Regions from separate parts of the Mus musculus genome. Here regions 1, 2 and 4 are each linked to region 3. The links are chromatin contacts, called in public ChIA-PET, HiChIP or PLAC-seq and Micro-C maps. All regions are on one chromosome and are shown on one strand. Each heading gives the region's core, a stretch centred on a gene start, on an enhancer-like site or on the middle of the called end of the contact. The rest is flanking DNA. Distances are from core to core; before and after follow the strand shown.

What was found. HiChIP or PLAC-seq counts read pairs in DNA pulled down with a chosen protein or histone mark. Hi-C and Micro-C count contacts between places; a contact is called where the count stands out from the background. ChIA-PET counts read pairs in DNA pulled down with a chosen protein or histone mark.
Region 1: a contact with region 3 is called in a RAD21 HiChIP or PLAC-seq map of pro-B cells, with 4 times the contacts expected there. The contact joins the enhancer-like site here to the promoter of Ssbp3 in region 3. A contact is called at or near these places in 5 of 39 promoter capture datasets (the C10 cell line, the HPC-7 cell line, embryonic stem cells and 2 more), 1 of 15 datasets of contacts at CTCF or cohesin (pro-B cells), 3 of 484 Hi-C or Micro-C datasets (cerebellum and cortical neurons), 3 of 115 datasets of contacts at active chromatin or transcription factors (bone marrow-derived macrophages, embryonic hindbrain and forebrain) and 1 of 9 other capture datasets (pancreatic islet).
Region 2: a Micro-C map of embryonic stem cells shows a contact between it and region 3, with 5 times the contacts expected there. The contact joins the promoter of Dhcr24 here to the promoter of Ssbp3 in region 3. A contact is called at or near these places in 3 of 484 Hi-C or Micro-C datasets (all in embryonic stem cells), 1 of 115 datasets of contacts at active chromatin or transcription factors (pancreatic cancer cells) and 2 of 9 other capture datasets (adipose tissue and pancreatic islet).
Region 4: an RNA polymerase II ChIA-PET map of memory CD8 T cells shows a contact between it and region 3, with 38 read pairs. The contact joins the promoter of Ldlrad1 here to the promoter of Ssbp3 in region 3. A contact is called at or near these places in 3 of 39 promoter capture datasets (cranial neural crest, liver and neutrophils), 3 of 115 datasets of contacts at active chromatin or transcription factors (effector CD8 T cells, memory CD8 T cells and pancreatic cancer cells) and 1 of 9 other capture datasets (liver).

What each region holds. Positions count from the first base shown.
Region 1 is chr4:107,348,154-107,350,928 of GRCm38.p6, reverse strand. It overlaps Yipf1 (Yip1 domain family, member 1), which reads right to left. Exons shown (of 10, transcript NM_145550.3): 9 at 391-515. The coding sequence ends at 426. Among named protein-coding and RNA genes, the nearest start is that of Ndc1, 19 kb to the left of the region's middle. Within about 2 kb of position 1,483, at least 23 of the 459 cell types and tissues checked have an H3K27ac peak or open chromatin away from gene starts, as enhancers often do. A contact at or near this core is called in pro-B cells, where this site is marked.
Region 2 is chr4:106,559,557-106,562,646 of GRCm38.p6, reverse strand. Dhcr24 (24-dehydrocholesterol reductase) reads right to left here and starts at 1,609. Exons shown (of 9, transcript NM_053272.2): 1 at 1,250-1,609. The coding sequence starts at 1,480.
Region 3 is chr4:106,910,164-106,913,085 of GRCm38.p6, reverse strand. It overlaps Ssbp3 (single-stranded DNA binding protein 3), which reads right to left and starts at 1,616. Exons shown (of 18, transcript NM_023672.2): 1 at 1,174-1,616; 2 at 111-183. The coding sequence starts at 1,229.
Region 4 is chr4:107,207,770-107,210,506 of GRCm38.p6, reverse strand. It overlaps Ldlrad1 (low density lipoprotein receptor class A domain containing 1), which reads right to left and starts at 1,363. Exons shown (of 5, transcript NM_001081272.2): 1 at 923-1,363. The coding sequence starts at 1,037.

The sequences.
Region 1 (2,775 bases), core at 234-2,733, 440 kb before region 3:
AAGTTATGAAACTGGATCTCTCTCTTGCACACTCTAACCCGCTCAGCTAACCATTCACAGAGGAATAACTTCAAAGGCCCTGAGCACATGAAGCACAGAAATCCAGAAGCCTTCAGAGAAATCCAGGGGTCCTTCAAGAGAGGACAACACTGGTTTCAGAGATCAGTCGGAGACGTCACAGAATGCAGAAAAATCACTGAGACAATTAGGATATGGAAGAAATCCTTCTGTGCTACTGGACAGTGTAGTGGGGATAGAGAAGGTGGGTGTGATCACCAGAGCAGGGACTCCCCCCCCACCCCCGCTACCCCAGGGTCTACAAGCTCAGGGTCTAGCCTTTGGTCCCTGATGGTAATGCAGAACTGATGTACCTTCCTATTTGTGACATACCCTGAGAGATGAAATGCCACCACCTGCTTTCCCCATTAGCTGGATTTGGCCGCTGTTACTGTCTGGTTGGGAGTGGTTATAGCTGCTGGGAGGTGGTCCATCTCTGGAGCATCAAAGAAGTAAGCCTGCAGGAAAGGAGACACAGGAGGGAGCCATGTTAATAGTCTCTGGCCCCCCCCCCCCATTATATTTGTTATCACACCAGACTGCAGCCACCTCACTGTGTATCTCCCTGACTCAACCTTTTAAAACTTAGCTCCAGCCAGGCGTGGTGGCGCATGCCTTTAATCCCAGCACTTAGGAGGCAGAAGCAGGCCAATTTCTGAGTTCAAGGCCAGCCTGGTCTACAGAGTGAGTTCCAAGACAGCCAGGGCTACACAGAGAAACCCTGTCTCGAAAAAACAAAACAACAACAACAAAAAACTTAGCTCCACTCACTGGCCATGCTATGTTGCATGCCTGACTCTTCTCAGAGACCTTAAGGGGTTGTACGATGATCTCTCCTGGCAGGTGCAGAAACTGAGGCTCACAGAGACTGTCCCTGGGTAAGTGAGCGTGGCGCATGAGCAGTGGATCCAGGACTCACGCTAGCAATTACTGTGTCACACAGGGGATACAGGGACTGTCTCTGCCTCTACCTCTGCTCTGCCAGCATCTCGGTCTGGCCTGATAGCAAGTAGCCAGATATTTATGGACTGACTTGCTAAACCAGTTAGTTGACTTTCTGCAGAGACCTCGAAAATAAGGTGCTAAGCACACCTCAGTCCCCAGGACTTGAGCTTGAGAATGAAGTGTGTGACAAGAGCTTCCGCTTGTCACTCTTAGCTGCCAGGAACCAGGAGGAGGTGATGGGACAGGGGAGGTGGCAACGAAGATCTTCCCTCCTGCCTTAAGGTCAGAGGACACTAAAGTTAGCACAGAAAAACACCAATCTTGTTAGCCTTGAGCCCCCCCTTCAAAGGGTGTGTGGGAGGGTGAAGCTGTTACTATCCCAAGGGCCACTAGATACACAGGATTCCCTTGGCATGGGTGGCTCAGGAAGATGAAAAGGTAAAAAGCTAAGAACCATTTTCAGCAGCTCTGCCCTTATTAGCCAGAAGAGGGTGCCAACACAACACACTTGGGCTTCCCAGCCTGTTCCAACCTTCATACTTAACAGATCTCTTTAGCTTCTCTTTGCCACCCGCCCCCCCACCCCCACCCCCCAGAAACTCCCTCTAGCTTATCACAGCCCCAGAGCAAACCTAATTTAAAAGTTTCTCTTGCAGCTGTTTCCTGGCACAAAGGAAGGCGATTCCTCTACTTGGGGGTCATGAGTGAGACCGAGGCCATCGTGTCTGCTCCTCAGGAACACTGAATGGGACTACCAGTGAAGGAGTGGCTCTCTTCCAGGCCACTTGAGGAAATGCTCTTCAGGAAGCTATGAGTCTCAGAGCTGAGTGGTCTGCGTTCCCTGTCTGCACTAGTTACTAGCACTGTGCCTCTAGACAGGCTTCTCTACCTCCTCGGTTTTGTCTGCAAAATTGCGGGGTGGTGGTGGAAAAAGTCTCTAAAAGGCTTTTTCTTCTAGCACAGCCAGTGATGTGGCACAGGGTCTGTGCTCAGCTCAGCCCATCCTGAGGCACTGTGGCCAGTAGGCGCCATTTTCCCTGAGCTCAGTGGTAATCATCCAAACGTGGGCTTGCCTGGCTCTCGACAACCCACCAAGGACCCACGCTCTGTGCTTCCTTCGCTGTCCCTGCCAGGTGTGTTCAGTGAAGACCTGGAGATCATTTTCCAGTGCAGTCACCGAGGGACCTCAGCAGATGTGAGGCTGCCACATACATCACTGCTCTGAAACCGAAGCACTAATCCGCGGTTCCCAGGGGAGACAGGGAAAGCCGGGCGAGGCTGTCTGCTTCAGCTGGTGCCCCTCAGCTCGAACAGCTCCCTCGCCAACTCCTCCCACCGCTTTCCAATAATTATAATGTCTTCTGACATTACATGAACAGTTTTCTTTCTCTGTTTTTCCGTATGTGTGTGTCTGTGTATGTTCACCTGTGTGTGGTATATAGGCACACATGTACATGTGTGTGCAGGCCAGAGCATAACCTCAAGTTTATTCCTCTGACACTCTCCTCCTCTTCTTCCTCCACCTCCTCCTTGATAATCACACCAGGTCCCCTCCTCACACGTAGGCTAGGCTGACTAACACTGAGCCTCACCTGTCTCCATCTCCCCAATTCTGGAGTTACAAGCATGCACCATGCTCAGCTCTTTTTATGTGGGTTCTGGAGACCGAACTAGAGTCCTCTGAAAGCACTTTACCAGCTGAGCTGTCCTCCCAGTAAACCCCTGCTCATAAGTCAAGGTGTTGCTTTTATACCTCTGAAGGGCCTGCAACTC
Region 2 (3,090 bases), core at 360-2,859, 350 kb after region 3:
TATTTATCGGTTGTGCTGTCTTGGGCACATGACTCACACTTTGAACCTCATTTTAGTAAAACTGGTACTAGACACCAGGAGGCCGTGGACTGTAAACTGCACACACGAGTGGCACAGGTATGGCGTGTAGGGCCCCATTGTTCCTTGCGCATCCTTCCATTTAGTTTAGGTTAACAACCTCTCACTAATACACTCTTGCCCCAAGGGGAGCCGTCAGGTAACAGTCCTGTCTTCTGGTGCTCACAGGACATCCAGCAGGTAAATAAATGGCAAATAGAACCTGCAGACAGACCCAAGGAAAATGGTGCAGGTGGGGGTGGAGGTGCAAAGTGATTCTGATCGATGCACCCTCTGCATCTCCTCTCCCTGGGTAAGGTCTTCTGGTCTGGAGGTCACTCTGCCTGGCACCTGCAGGCTAAGCCTGTGGTGCTCAGTCTGCAGCATACAGCAAGAAGTAAATAGAACAAGAGGGTGGTTGCCATGCGGGCAGCGGCAGGAAGCAGACGCTCTCTGAAGCCTGATGCAAGTTAGAGAGGAATATAAGGAGGGCAAAGGGAGCCCATGCTAACCCTGGATGAGGGGGAAGACGCTTCACTGTGAAGAGAAGTCTTAGCCTTGGTGCCGGCTGGCCTATATGAACTCCTCATCTACTTACTGGGACGACTACATCTGGATGCAGAATCTGCTGCACATTACACGGAATTGGGGGCTGATCCTGCCTTTTAATCTCTCTTTAAACCTCCATTGTAAAAGGATCCGAAGCACCTCGGACCGCAAAACAAACTTTCACCTCTTTCCTGCATAAGGCTCCTCTCCAAACTGACTTTCTAACCTTTTTCCTCTCATGACTGTGCTCCTCAGCTTCCTACTTCTGCTCAGCCAATCTCTCCACTTGGATCTCCCCCCTCCCCATTTCCCAGAACCACCTTCCAGAGGCCATTCCTCCTTTGGAATGTGGGGGGCCTGAGTTACCTGACTGTTGCGCACTTCCCGAGGGTTTAGGGTCCCTCGTTTTCTAGGCACTGCGCATGCCCTGCACCTAGCAGACACTTTATAAACCTAGGGTTAGGGTTCTGTTTGTTGCCCCGGTGCTTTTGCTGCTTCCGTTTCATCCTTGGACAGTCCCTTCCCCCATCACACGCCAGGTCCTTTGCGATCCCCACTCCCACGCCCATTCCTCCGGCCCCACACGCCCCCGTCGCCCAGAGAACCGCTACCCCGGCGCACAGCCGCGCCCCGCGCCGCTCACCTGTTTCTGGATGTCCCGCACGCGCTGCTCGTGCAGGCGCGGCGCACTGCTCAGCTTGAACACCACCCAGGCGCGCACGTAGTAGTAGATATCGAAGATGAGCGAGAGCGGCAGCAAGAAGAGGCACACGAACACCCAGCGCTGGTGGATGAGAACGAACTCCAACCCCTTCACTCGCACCCAGAGCAGAAAGAGCAGCGCGCACACGGCCAGCGACACGGCGGGCTCCATGGTGTCGCGGCGCACCGCGCGGAAGGGTGCGGGCTCGCGCCGCCCGTCTCCTTCGCCCGCTCCGCGCTCCGCCGGCTCAGCGCCTGCCGCCACCGCCCCGGGAGCCTGTAAGTCGGGCCCGCCGCCTCGCGATTGGCTTGGGTCGCCAAGGTTCGGTGGGCCGAGACCCAGGCGGCGACCAATGGTGAGCCGCGCCGGGGATCGGACCAGGGAGCCGCTGCGTTCATTGGCTGCGGGAACCGGGATGCTCCACCCTCTTCTAGTCGGCGTGCGAGGAGGGGCTGACCTGGGCTGGGGGCGCTGGTAGGGTCGGCAAGCGGCGGGCTTGGCGGGGTTTAGGGCTCTCGCTCTGGAGGCAGCGGGACCACCCTTGATCTCCTCCTTGGGTGGTGCCTCCCGTGGACACACGTCAAGCAGTTGTGCATTGGGTTACCTCCCCAGGGTGGGAGGCGCTCCAGACAACCACCCTGCAACCCTGGCAGGAGAGCCTCTGGCCTTGACCGGGGCAGGTCATGACACTCTGTAGGCACATGGCCAGGAGGGGGAATCCTTTCAATTTTCAGGGCGTTTACCATAAATGCATTTGAACTACCCCCCTTAGCAGTTCTGGGCCGTGGGTAGCTGGGACCCCCATTTTAAAATACGCGATGGTGAATTCCACCTGTCGAGTAATTTTAAAAAGCACAGAGGCGTTGATGGCATTCTTCCATGCTGAACCCAAAGTGGATGGAGGCTTGGAGACAGGAAGAAAGAGCTTCAAGGCGGCATGGCAGCCCTAGATTAAGAGTAAGAACCCAGCACATGGCCCCGGCCTTGCGGAGCAACCAGGCCAGGCTGCGGAACAACCTCTGACCTCGCCAGAAGCTTGAGTCCGGTGGTATTTGCACTTTCCCTGAACAGGAGGAAGCTCTGAAGATTTTTCAAACCTCCCAGGGCCTTGTCTGCTTCACGTGTCTTTCCTTCCCCCCCCCCCCCCCCTTCCACCTTTGTCCGGACACGGACTCGGGCACTCCATTCTGCCATCCTTTATAGCGCCACCTTCCACCTTCGGTGAATCTGTCCCTAGAAGGCTCTTTCCCCATTGTATCACCGAGGTAAAGCACTACACAGCCTAGAGATTCGCGAGGTGCCACTTCTAAAGCCAAGTTTATGTACTTCTTTCAGAGGCTCACAGTTCTTTCCATTTTTATATAATTGTCCCTTTATGTGTCTCTCCCTCCTACAGATGGAGCTTTAGGGCAAACAACACCTTGTTATTACAGCACTTTTGAATTTCCAATTTGTGGCATAATGACTAGGGCATTGTAAGGCACACCGTTGTTGACCAAAGGATAAGTGAAGAATGTATGTGGGAGTTCAAATATCCAATAGAAATCAAAGTTCAAAGTGAGAGGTTGTTTACCCTCAGCTTCCAAAGGGAGGAGTCCAGACTGGAACCGACCGTCCTACCCAGCTATGACAGCTACTGATAGAGCTGTCAGTAGCTTACACAAATTGAAATGTCCTTTAAGTGTAAAACACATGTTCATAATATTCATATTGACTTTGGTCAAAATGATTACATTATCTTGGGTTAATAGTAAAATTTTTATTTCTTGGTGTGCATGTAT
Region 3 (2,922 bases), core at 367-2,866:
CAAAATGGTGGCCACAGTGGCTGCTCCTGAAAACAAAGGCTCTAAGAATAGTGGGGAGGAGGGGGTGTCAAGAAACTGGATGCTAGGGAAAGAGAAGGAGTCCCACTCACCTCTGATAAGAAGGTCTGTGCAGATTTCTGTGCTCCTACGTGCAGTAAATATTCGTAGACGTATAAAGCTAACCTGGAAAGTGAGGAGTGAGAGGAGAGAGAGAGAGAGAGAGAGAGAGAGAGAGAGAGAGAGAGAGAGAGAGAGGTCAGATCACATTAAGGCTCGCTCTGGACCCTGCCAGTGACTGTGAGCCCGGTCTGTGCCATCCCATTGTGGCCACGACAAGAGGTGAGTACCTATCACCCCAGACAGAACAGCTAGTGGGTGGGTACCACAGACAAGCTGCACCAAGCCGCGGGAGCCGGAGACCGGTCCCCAAACTTGAACTTCCAAGTGGCACTGGGACTAAACCCACCTAGGTCTCGCAAACTCGCAAGCCCCTTACAAGAGCCCTGCCTGAGCCACCCTCCTTTTCCCAGCCCACTTCAGCTCCCTGCTTTAGCCCAGCTTTGGGGTCCGAACGGACTCGGTCCCAGTCCGGGTACTTGGCGCGCTCTGGAGAGGGCAGCAAAGCGCCGCCCTCAGCATCTCCCCCTCAAACAACTGTCCCCCAAGCCTGGGGCCGGGCCGGCGCCGCCAGCCCAGCCCAGCCCAGCCCGGACGCCCCGGAGCGCACCGGGCTGACGGGGAGGCCGCTGGCTGGGTAGGGAGAGCGCTCCCGGGCGAACAAAGCCCCCGGCACGCACTCCTCACGCCGCGGGCGGACAAAAGGAGCCTTCGGGGCTGCAGAAAGCCACGCGCCCCCTGCCCGCACTCGGTGGGCAAAGTAAGGGCCCCGCGCCCAGCGGGCCGAGCGCACCGGCTCCGAGTGGGACCTCGCCCACCCTCGTCGCGGACCCCCGCGCCCGCTCTGCCCCGCGCCTACCAACTACCCTCGCCCACCGCTGCCCTGCCGCCCCTTCAGGGTGCCCCAGCCTCCGCCGGCGCCCAACAATGGGCTCTCCACGCCACCGCCGCCGCCGCGGGGCAGAGACCCGGGCCCCAGGGGCACCAGGCGGCGCGACCCCCGCGCCCACCTGCCTCCCGCCACCCGCGGCGCGGCCCCACTCGCGAGAGGCTTACTTTTCCCGAGCCTGCCCGTCCGAGGGCACCGCCGAGCCTTTGCCTTTGGCAAACATGGCTTGCAGAGAAGAGGGCGCCGAGCCCGCCGCCGCCGCCGCCGCTACCGTCCGGTCTCCCGAGCTGCCCTGCTCCCGGCCCCCTCCCGGCGCTCGCCCGCTCGCTCGCACTCCGCTCGCCGCGCTCCCTCCCTCCCAGGCGCAGGCTCCGCGCTCTTTCCAGCTGTCAAAGCGTCAGCCCCGGCCGCGGCCCCATCGCCCTGGAACTCCTCCCGCGCCGGCTCGGCCTGAGCTGCGCCGCCGCCCGCCCGAAGCCTGCAGCTCGCTTGCTCGCGGCCCGCGCGCCCGCCGCCCGGCTCCGCCTGCGCCGCCCTCTGCGCCTTCAGCACCGCTGCCGCTGCCGCCGCCGCCGCCGCTGGTCTACTTGGAGCTCAACCGAACGTGGCTGCCCCGGCAGGAGCGCGGCGGGCGTCCACGCCCCGCGACGGACGGCCGCGGCGGCCAATCGGCGCGCGGGGGCGGGCCTGGAGGCCGAGAGGGACGCCTGTCAGCACGGCCGCGCCAGTCCCGCTGCGCCTCCTCCGCGAGCCGCTGCCCGCTCGTGCCCCGGCCGGGGGAGCGGGGGGCGAGCCTTGGCGTTGGGGTGGGGCGGTGACTCGAGGGGCTCGGGCGTGGACTGGAGCACCCGGCCGGCGCGGCGGGGACTGGGCGCTGCGACAGCAGGCGCGGACCCCGGCTGGCCCGGCGCGCCCCTTTCCGCGTCGGCCTAGCCCCCAGCGCCCCCGCCTCCCCGTGCTGAGCGTACCCTCAGCGGGCCAGGACCCCGGCCGGCCCTGCTCCCCTCTCCGCCCCACCCCGGGCTGCCTGTGCCCAGCCCTGCCTCCCGAGCCCCGGCCAGGGCTGCACGCGGAGCTGGGCGGCCGAAGCTGGCGCCAAAGCGCGCGGCTGCTTCTTTACTAGATCGTTAAAATACTTTGGGAAACCCCAAAGTGGAGCCGCGCGAAAATGGCCCTTGGCGTGCTCCAGGCAAGCTGTAGGAGGGAAAAGAGGTCTTGGACTAGAGGGAAAGAGAGTTGATTTCTCTCAAATTTCTGAGGTTTGCTAGCCCTGGCAAGTTAGCCTCTCGCCTTTCCACGGGAAAGGGTTCCGTTTGGATGAGGGACGTCACCTGGACGCCTCGCGACTCGGAATGCGCGCCGCAGAAATCTCAAACTTCAAATAAATGGAGCTAAATTGGAGAGTAGGGGACCAGAGTCGGGCGTGGGGGGAGGGGAAGCTTCCATTGTCAATGACCCAGGTGTACAATGGGAAATGGGGGGTTGGCAGAGTGACCAAGCTTTTTGCTCACGACTCCTTTCTGTCCACTCGAGGAACCCAAAAACCTGCAGTGTATTCTCATTGGAGTCTCCAAATCAAAAACTGGTGAGATAAGGGATGGCTCCCCATTTTCATACTGTTTTTAGAGCGCGGTTCTCTTTAAATGTGATAAAACATTGTCGGCACTGTCTCTTTAAAAGAGTCAAGCAGAAAAGCTGTGTAAGCGCTGATTGGCTGCCTGTTTGGATACATCTTTAGGGGAGCCTTGAAACTGTTAGCCTAGGTTGATTTTTTTTTTTTTTAACTGCGCTGTTCCAATAAACAAGTAACGCCCCTCCCCCTAACATGCCTCACACCAAACAATTAAAGGATAGGTCAGTGTCCTGGGGAAAACACGTTTTAAGTAGGAAAACTCAGAACTAGATTTCAACAAAAT
Region 4 (2,737 bases), core at 114-2,613, 300 kb before region 3:
ACCAGTGAGAGCAATGCCTGTCTCAGAACCTAAGAGCCCAAGGGATGAGAGAAACCTGCCTCTGCCTTTCTGTGGCCTGACACAGGAGACTTAGTCGCTACCCTCCTTCCTAGTTGACCTTGTCTGGCCCTCCAGATGAGGCTGAGAGCTCTCAGAAGTGGAGGGAAGCTTTAAACCCACTTTAAAGCCAGAAACTTCAGAAACTGCCCACCCAGGGCAAAGGAAGAAAAACCACACCTATGATAAGCCGCACTGAGTGACAACTTGGAAAAAGCCACCAGCATGGGGCATGACCCTGAAGCTTAGCAACCAGGGGCCTCCTTTCCGATGCCATATAACTGTGACCTGATTATTCAACCTCTCTTAGCTTCAGCTGCTTCTAGTACCCCACCCACCCAGGGTTGTCCTGAAACTGAGGTCTGCAGCCCCAGGGATCCGAGGCAGAAGGGTCTGCAAAGGGTTACAACCCTTCTTAGCATCTATCTGTTTCCTCCTTCATCAACTGTAGGCCAAGATGGACCCAGGGAGATACAAAGGTCCCGGCTGCACAGGAATTGGGGAAACATAATAAGTACAAGTGTGTGGTCCTGGCCGACTCCATCTTATGATCAACAGGAGCATCCAGGTCAGGCATGGGGGCCAGAGGTTGATTTGGAGGTCCTTGGTCTTATAGGTTCTGTGTGGTGGCCCAGCAGGCAAAAGGCACATAGTAGGCACTCAGAAAATGCTGGTAGCTGGAGAGAATGAAAAGTTCTATCCAGCAAGCAGCTGTCAGTATGGCTGGCCAGGAAGCTGGAAGCAGACCTCACCACCCACACTGGAGTAGAAGAGCTGAGTAGCCTCAGACACTCTCTACCTAGAGTCAGGTAGTTTCCAGGGAGGGACCCACAGCGCCCAGCCTGACCCCCACCTCTGTCCTTACCTTCATCTCCAGGGCGGGCTTTCCTTCTAGTGGTGATGTTACTCTCGGCATCTGCCTGGCCAAGAAACCAGAAGCAGGCTGGGCAAAATTCTGCTCTCTCACAGCCCACGCTCATCCTGGGCTTCACATTTCCACATTTCGACCCGTACAGGACCCATTCCTCCTTTGTCCTCCAAACTGACTCAGGCAGGTCCTCCTAGTGACAGTGCCCTAACACCCCTAGGTGTCCTGTGCTGCTTCTCAGTACTCATGGATCTCAGGTGGAGCGAGTCCCCAGGGCAGATGGATGTGGCCGTGGGTCCTAGGGTCCCCTCCCACAAGCCCTTTCCATCTGCAGAATGGCTCCCTAGGTCAAGAGTCAGTTCAGACCCAGGCAGCTTTTACCTGGGGGAAGACTTTGTTCATGGTTCCAACACTCATCTCCAGGAACTGAGGTGGAATAAAGAGCTCAGTGTAGAGTTCTCCACCTTGTCACCAAGGGCAGCCTGTGGGAGGGCAGGACAGCAACAGGCTTTGCTAGGGCTGTGCCCTCTCCTGTGGCACTCTCCTCCCAGGCTGCCTCCCCCACGGAGGAAAGGACAGGGGTACCTGCTCCTACCACGTCTTTCCCTAGGTTGCAGTTGGACAGTGACGCATCCAATTCCACAGATGACAAGCTGGTGTTTGTGCCTCAAGTCACACTATATGTGGGAGAGATGGAACCAAGGCTTTAACACATTTTTCTCCTCTGCATCATCAGACTGCAGGGTGGCAAGGCCCCCTGGCTGAAGGAAGCCACAGGCAGAAGTGCCATGAGTCTTGGTTCAGTGGCCAGAAGGTAGAGTTCCTTTTCTCATTGATGAACTGTTCATGTTCATTCTTCTAGACCAGAAGAATATGCACTTCTGAGGGCCAACAGGATGGCTCAGTGGATAAAGGTGCCTGCCTGAGGACCTTCGTTTGAGTCCCAGGATGAATGTGCAGATACAAGGAGAGCGCCCACTCTACATAGTTGTCCTGACTCCATACACTTCATGCGTGCACCTCTACCACACACATACACATATTAATAAATAAAAGAGAGAAAGACATATTTGAATTGTTGAAAGCATGGAGAAATATATTTTTTAGCTTTTTGGGGGTGGTATCTGGGTGGGAGCTAGCTGCTTTCCAGAATATCTTCTGTCCCAGCATGGAGTAGATTTCTTAGCAATCTAGTCTAAGGAGGAGACAGGGGCCCTGAAGCAGATGAGGATGCTCTGAGGCCCACCCCGAGGGTAGTACCCACTGCAGGTGTCCAGGAGTTCCCATCAGTGATTTCTGTGCTGGGCCATTTCTCTTGTGGTGGGAAATACAAGCCAAACCATGGAGGCTGGAGACATAGGTCGCCATCAGACTGGGCAAGCTAAGTATTGGCTCTCACAAGGACCTTGCCAATGGCTTGGGAAAGGCCCTTCCCTTCACAGGCATGTAGATGCAGGGGTGCCTGAGTGTAGGTTTCTCAGACTTGGGCACTCTGACAAGAACAGGGGACAGACGGTCTTAATGGGAAGGATCCTGGACATGCTGGTGTGGAGTGAGGGAGCTGAGGTGAAGGGAAAGACGCTGCTCACTGTTATGGGGCAGCACCTGGATTCTGCGAGGCATTTGGGGACACTGGTGAAGATGCATCTCAAAGGCACTCACCCGAGGGAAGCGGGGCACTCATCCCATCCTGCCAGCCATTGGATGAAGCTGTTGGCAATTCTCGTATCCCTAGCTTCACTGGTCTGTGGTAGGCAAGGGGGGGGGGGCAATGGCGGTTGCAAGCCAGGCTGAGAAGCCATGAAAAGGAAA